2 separate regions of the Pan troglodytes genome follow, and region 1 is linked to region 2. The links are chromatin contacts, called in public Hi-C maps. All regions are on one chromosome and are shown on one strand. Each heading gives the region's core, a stretch centred on a gene start, on an enhancer-like site or on the middle of the called end of the contact. The rest is flanking DNA. Distances are from core to core; before and after follow the strand shown. Region 1 holds the start of TMEM9B (TMEM9 domain family member B). Region 2 overlaps AKIP1 (A-kinase interacting protein 1).

Evidence for each region. Hi-C and Micro-C count contacts between places; a contact is called where the count stands out from the background.
Region 1: a contact with region 2 is called in a Hi-C map of stem cell-derived neural progenitor cells, with 2.2 times the contacts expected there. The contact joins the promoter of TMEM9B here to the enhancer-like site in region 2. A contact is called at or near these places in 3 of 7 Hi-C or Micro-C datasets (blood, induced pluripotent stem cells and stem cell-derived neural progenitor cells) and 1 of 1 other capture datasets (stem cell-derived neural stem cells).

Annotation. Positions count from the first base shown.
Region 1 is chr9:13,112,140-13,114,964 of NHGRI_mPanTro3-v2.0_pri, forward strand. It overlaps TMEM9B (TMEM9 domain family member B), which reads right to left and starts at 1,276. Exons shown (of 5, transcript XM_009459918.5): 1 at 1,184-1,276. The coding sequence starts at 1,276.
Region 2 is chr9:13,060,851-13,063,936 of NHGRI_mPanTro3-v2.0_pri, forward strand. The region is part of intron 2 of AKIP1 (A-kinase interacting protein 1); the gene reads left to right. Among named protein-coding and RNA genes, the nearest start is that of AKIP1, 5.7 kb to the left of the region's middle. Within about 2 kb of position 1,756, at least 4 of the 24 cell types and tissues checked have an H3K27ac peak or open chromatin away from gene starts, as enhancers often do. A contact at or near this core is called in stem cell-derived neural progenitor cells and stem cell-derived neural stem cells, where this site is marked.

The sequences.
Region 1 (2,825 bases), core at 26-2,525, 51 kb after region 2:
GGGGCAAGATCCCACCACAGGAAGGGAAGTGTTCAGGGGTGAGCTGAGCTGAGTCGGCCCTTGACAGGGAAGGCTCTGTCAGATGGGGGCTTCCTATCATTCTGGCTTGGGGCATGCAGGGCCTGTGAGGCTGGCGGAGGGCGCAGGTGGGCTGTCAAGAGCTTAGGGTGGAAAGTTAAAGGCTCTCGGAGGTGAAAAGGTTGTCAAGTGTAAGATGCGTGCAGCCGGGGCTGGGAAGGGAAATGTTAAGGCGGTGGGGGGCTGCTGTCCGGACTGTGGGCACTGTCGGGGCTGGGGACGACCGTGGGGCGCTGACTGCCAGGCTGTCGGGGCTGAGGGCGAGAGTGCCGCCGGGCAGTCGGGAGGGGCGGGGCTGGTGGCGGCGGGGGTCTGCCGGAGCTGTGAGGCCAGGGGTATGGCTGTCAGGAATGGGCCAAGCAGCAGGTTGGCAGACCCAGTTTCCGCAAGGCCGGTGGTAGGGGAGGAGCTTCCGTCAGGAGCGAGGCTGGGCGGGACTCACCTTGGCGGCGTCTGACAGCTGCGCCAGCAGCAGCACGGAAAGCGCCAGGCACGACAGGCTGAGCAAGGAGCCAAGCCGAAGAAGGCCTCCCCACAGGGTCGCCATCGCTGGGGGCCCAGCGGTCCCACAGCCCGGAGCCCCCGCGACCGGCTCCCGGCTCGGGCTCAGGCACAGGCTTGGGACCCGGCTGGGGATCCTCCGCCCGCACTTCCGTCTGGACGCGAAGGCGTCACCGGGCGCGCCGGGTCAGATGCAAAAAGCATCCGCCCCGGAAACGGTTACCAGAGCGAAGGGCCGGGAGGCTGGGCAGTCCTGGTGCCCGCCTTGGCCTAGCCCCGGCCCCGGGACGGAAGGGGGCCTCTGGGGTGGCAGCCTGGGCCCAGTAGAGCTTTGCATCTCTTGGATATCTTTCCCGGGCGCAGAAGCTGCGGGGCTTAGGGAGTCGCCATTGCGCTGGAAAGTCCTCCCGCCCACGGAGACCCCAGCAAACTCCGAGTGTCGCACAGTGGCCTCTGGCGACCCGTGCGGGCCGGAGCCGTTCGCGCACAGGCAGGGCGGGTGCTGAGCGTGGAAACGGGGCTGGAATTGGCCGAGCCATGCCTTTCCGGGATGCCCACCGCCAGTCAAAGGGTTGGGGGTGGTCTCTGCACCTTAAGTACTAACCTGCCGCCCACGCGCCTCCTGACCACAGCACCCCGTCGGCTTTCTAATTCTGAGCTGCCCTCGTGGGCGTGGCCTCCCTGTGGAGCTCCCCATGTACCTCCCCTTGGTCCAGCCTGCAGCTAGGAAGTGGGTCACAGCAGCGGGGCTGGGCTGGGCCAGGCCAGGCTCCGGGAGATGTGGAATTGGCGAAACAACTGCCCCAGTAGTATCCTCCGCCTAGGACTCCAAGAGTTGGCGAATTGGGGCGCTACGCCCCGGTAAGGCAGTGCCTGTTCAGGGCTGCCGACTGGTCTCCCCAGGGCTGTCATTCTCAGCAAGTACTTTAGGAGTGCCTTAGATCGGCACATTCTCCCATTGAAATATTTTTGTTAGTGGAGACAAGGAAGATAATGGCAAGGACACAGGGATCATCACAGCCCCTAGGGATTTGTTGAATGACCTTGGGCAAATCACTTCCCTTCTCTGGGCCTGTAGTTCTTGGCTGAATATGAGGGAATGGATTTCAAATTATGCTCCATGTAATACCCGTGTTTTTACCTCTAAACAGATTTTTTTGTTTTGTTTTTTGTTTTTTTTTGAGACGGAGTCTCGCTCTGTCCCCCGGGCTGGAGTGCAGTGGCGCGATCTCAGCTCACTGCAACCTCTGCCTCCCAGGTTCACGCCATTCTCCTGCCTCAGCCTCCCTAATAGGTGGGACTACAGGCGCCCGCCACCACGCCGCCCGGCTAATTTTTTTTTTTTTTTTTTTTTTTTTTTTTTTTTGTATTTTTAGTACAGACAGGGTCTCACTGTGTTAGCCAGGATGGTCTCGATCTCCTGACCTTGTGATCCGCCCGCCTCGGCCTCCCAAATTGCTGGGATTATAGGCGTGAGCCACCGCGCCCGGCCCCAACAGATTTTTAAAAATCGTCTTTTCCCAATTTGTGGAAATGTTTTAACAGAATGCTCTCAATATTTTTCGCCCATGTGATTCTTAGATTCATGTGAATCTAACACAAGAAGGTATCTGATATTGTTCCCAACAGGAACCAGGGTGGCAGGGCTATATGTCCTCTCACCAGACTGCCCAGTGAAGGTGCTGTCACTTTGATGAATTATCAAGGCTTTGTAGTGGGTGTTCTACTGGACAAAGGACAAACTGGAGACTCCCTGGATCAAATGTGTTGGTGAGGTACTGAATCTGATTGCTAAAAGGTGATTCAGCTGCAAGTTAGGCATCAGTTTAGGGTTTTCTAGGCTTGGCGTCTAAAGGGAGTGCCTGCTGTAGCTGAAACCTCATAGGCCTTCTCTTCCTTCCGAATTGTTTTCAAGGCCTTGGGGGTACAGAGACTTAGAGAAAATACATAGTTGTGCCTCAGACTGATGGGCCTCATATGTTTAATGGAGAAACACCAAGCACACTCAGTCTGGGCAGAATTTTAGAGCTCCATAGTATAACCACTATCTAGCTACATGTGGCAATTGAGCATCTGAAATGTGGCTAGACTGAATTGAAATGTGCTGTATAAAATATACACTTAATTTCAAAGACAATATTTTTAAAATGTAAAATATTTCAATAATTTAAAAATATGGTTTAAATATTTTAGATATATTGGGTTAAATAAAATATATTAGTAAAATATTTCACTTGTTTTTTGAC
Region 2 (3,086 bases), core at 506-3,005:
TTTTACTGTAAGGTGATAACTGTCACGTCTTTGGTAATTTTTTTTTTTTTTTTTTTTTGAGAGGGAGTCTCACTCTGTCACCCAAGGTGGAGTGCAGTGGTGCGATCGCGGCTCACTGCAACTTCTGCCTCCCAGGTTCAGACAATTCTGCCTCAGCCTCCCAAGTAGCTGGGACTACGTGCACACACCACCAGCCCAGCTAATTTTTGTATTTTTCTTTCTTTTTTTTTTTTTTTTTTTTTTTTTTTTTTTTGTCGAGACACAGTCTTGCTCTGTTGCCCGGGCTGGAGTGCAGTGGCGCAATCTCAGCTCACTGCAAGCTCCGCCTCCCTGGTTCACGCCATTCTTCTGCCTCAGCCTCCCGAGTAGCTGGGACCACAGGCGCTTGCCACCATGCCTGGCTAATTTTTTGTATTTTTAGTGGAGACGGGGTTTCACTGTGTTAGCCAGGACGGTCTCGATCTCCCGACCTCGTGATCCGCCTGCCTCGGCCTCCCAAAGTGCTGGGATTACAGGCGTAACCCACCGCGCCTGACCCATTTTTGTATTTTTTAATAGAGACAGAGTTTCACCGTGTTGGCCAGGCAGGTCTTGAACTCCTGACCTCAGGTGATCTGCCCGCCTCAGCCTCCCAAAGTGCTGAGATTACAGGCGTGAGCCACCATGCCTGGACCATGTCTTTCATAATTTTTAAAAAGAAAGTACAAGGGAAGTGTGGGGACAGGGGTCTCTTTTAACAAAATACTTTTTGTAAAGGTAATAACAGTTATGGGCCTCTCACTACAAACTTACCTTTTACCACATGTCATTCTGGGGAAGCCAAAGATTCTGCTTATTGAACTGATTCAAAGGAGGAGGTGGTGGTGGTGGTTTCTGAGGAGACTAGGTTTTTGCTTTTGTTTTAACCTACCCTACTTGTACTCAAAGATAGCAAACCAAAGTCCAGAGTCTATTCTGGAGTCTAAGTTGGATTCCTGACTTCTTTGGCCTGTCAGCCATTTTGGGGTGTTAGAGGGAGGAAGTTTAGGAAAAGGATGGGAGAGTGGGCACAGGGACATGAGCAAGGGCTGAGTGCACACTCGAAGCACCTCCCACACGCCTCCCCTGGCCTGGGAGGTGAGTAGTGGTGCCAGAGCTTGAGTCCTGAGCCCCCTTTTCTGGCCTAGCCTGAACTCTTACCTAAACGCACCTGACCCTAAAGGGTGCACTTAGGTACATATGGGGAAGAGTCGTTCCCATCTCTCCCTTTAAAATGTAAGTTCCCTCTAAGGGAAATTGGCTTTATCAGTCAGCCTGTTCCCTTCTAGGACCACCCCCACTCCTAGAAGAAGCACAGAAGAGAATGTATTGAGAGCCTAAGTGTCACTTTTGCATTTTAAATTTTCCCTGCAATCCAAGAGTGCCATGTTACAGACTGGAAAACCAAGGTTCAAGAGAAGTTAATCTGTCTTAGTAAATAGCAGAGATAGGACTTAAACTCAGGTGTGTCTGATTCCAAAGCCCATGTAAGGATGAAAATTATAGTAAACACCTGACTAAAAATACCTCACAGAATTCACTTAAAAATGCCTTAATGACTTAGATGACAACTTAGAAAAAGCTGACAGAACAATTACTAACTCCTAATAAGGTAGAAGAGAACTTCTCTTTACAATCCAAAAGTGAAAGCTTGGGCACAAACCAGTGTTCTACTTGTCTCTTCAGAGAAAAGACAGAAAAAAGACATCCCTTGGTCCTGGAGGCAGCTATCAAATATCAGAGCATGCTCCAGAGGCATCCCAGCCTGTGAGTACGGAACTGCTTACGCACTGGGTTTCATCACCGTTGCAACTCCATGAACCAGTTAACATGGTTCTTAGAGGGCTATTTGAATTGAGTCTATAGTATTTTTAAGTTGAGATGTTCTTACACTTAAGAAGGGCACACAAAATTTTGGTTCAGTGTAAAATTAGGTTTTCGTGGTATTCTTCCTTCACTGTAAGCTTCAGGGATACTCTGTGCCTGAACTCATAGTTGTGGTTGGAAAGAATGTGAAGTATTCACCTCTCAGTTCCTACAGCTCAGCTGGGCTGGCACTGGGTCCTGCTGGAATTCCACCATCTGTTCAAGCAGCAGGAGGGGCACGATACTCCTGCTAACAAAGTGAAAACCATTGCTGAAATTCCGAAACATACACATTTGGTGAGGTCAGGTTCCAAAACATTTGAAGGCATTTGTTCTTATTTTCCACAAATGTTTCTCTGTAAAAACATATAATGAGTTTTTCATTTTTAGGATAAAGTACTCATTAGTTCATGAAGCCAGGGGATCCTTTTTGGAACTTGGAAGGGCTAGAATTCTGAGGAAAGGAACTTCATTCAACATGGTGCCGCAATACATTTACTTTTTGTTTGTATACAGTTTGCTACGAGTCAGGATTTGGAGTATACTAGAGTTAGTAACAATTAAGAATATTCTGCTTCTAGTACAAATATAAGTTGTTAAGGCTTAGACGCCTCTCAACACTTGCTGACTTTTGGTAATGCTGATGTTCCACCGTGTTGGAGTTCTACAGCCACATGCCAACCTTACCTCTATGTTTCCTTGTGTGCAAATGAAGCATCTTTGGCTTTCTGCAATTCTGATATAACCATATTTTCTAAAAGTGACTTTTATTTACATGGTTGACAACCAATAAATAGTTAATGACATTGTCGTACACATTTACGTCAGTTAAAGGATGGTAGACTTCCAATTTTGCAGTAACTGGACAGGCATGAAAGAATACAACGTAAAACAGCTTTGGAAAAAATTGGCTTCAAATCCATCTGCAAGGTAGGAGGAAGAGGGGAAATTTCATAAAAATGTAAACATGATCATTTATTCCTCTGAGTGCAATTTGCTGGCCAGTAGTTTGGCTTTTCCTGTGTGTGGTAGTGGAATCGACAGCTTCTGCCTGTGGCCCCTTCTCAGCATTAAGCAAGCTTGTAATGGCATCCCAGCTGTCACTCTGGCCCTTAATTACAGGCTCTTTTCTGGTTTGTGACTTTGTCCTTTTACCATTTGAACTGAGACCCATCCTCTGCCTGCACACCTGATGTAATCTA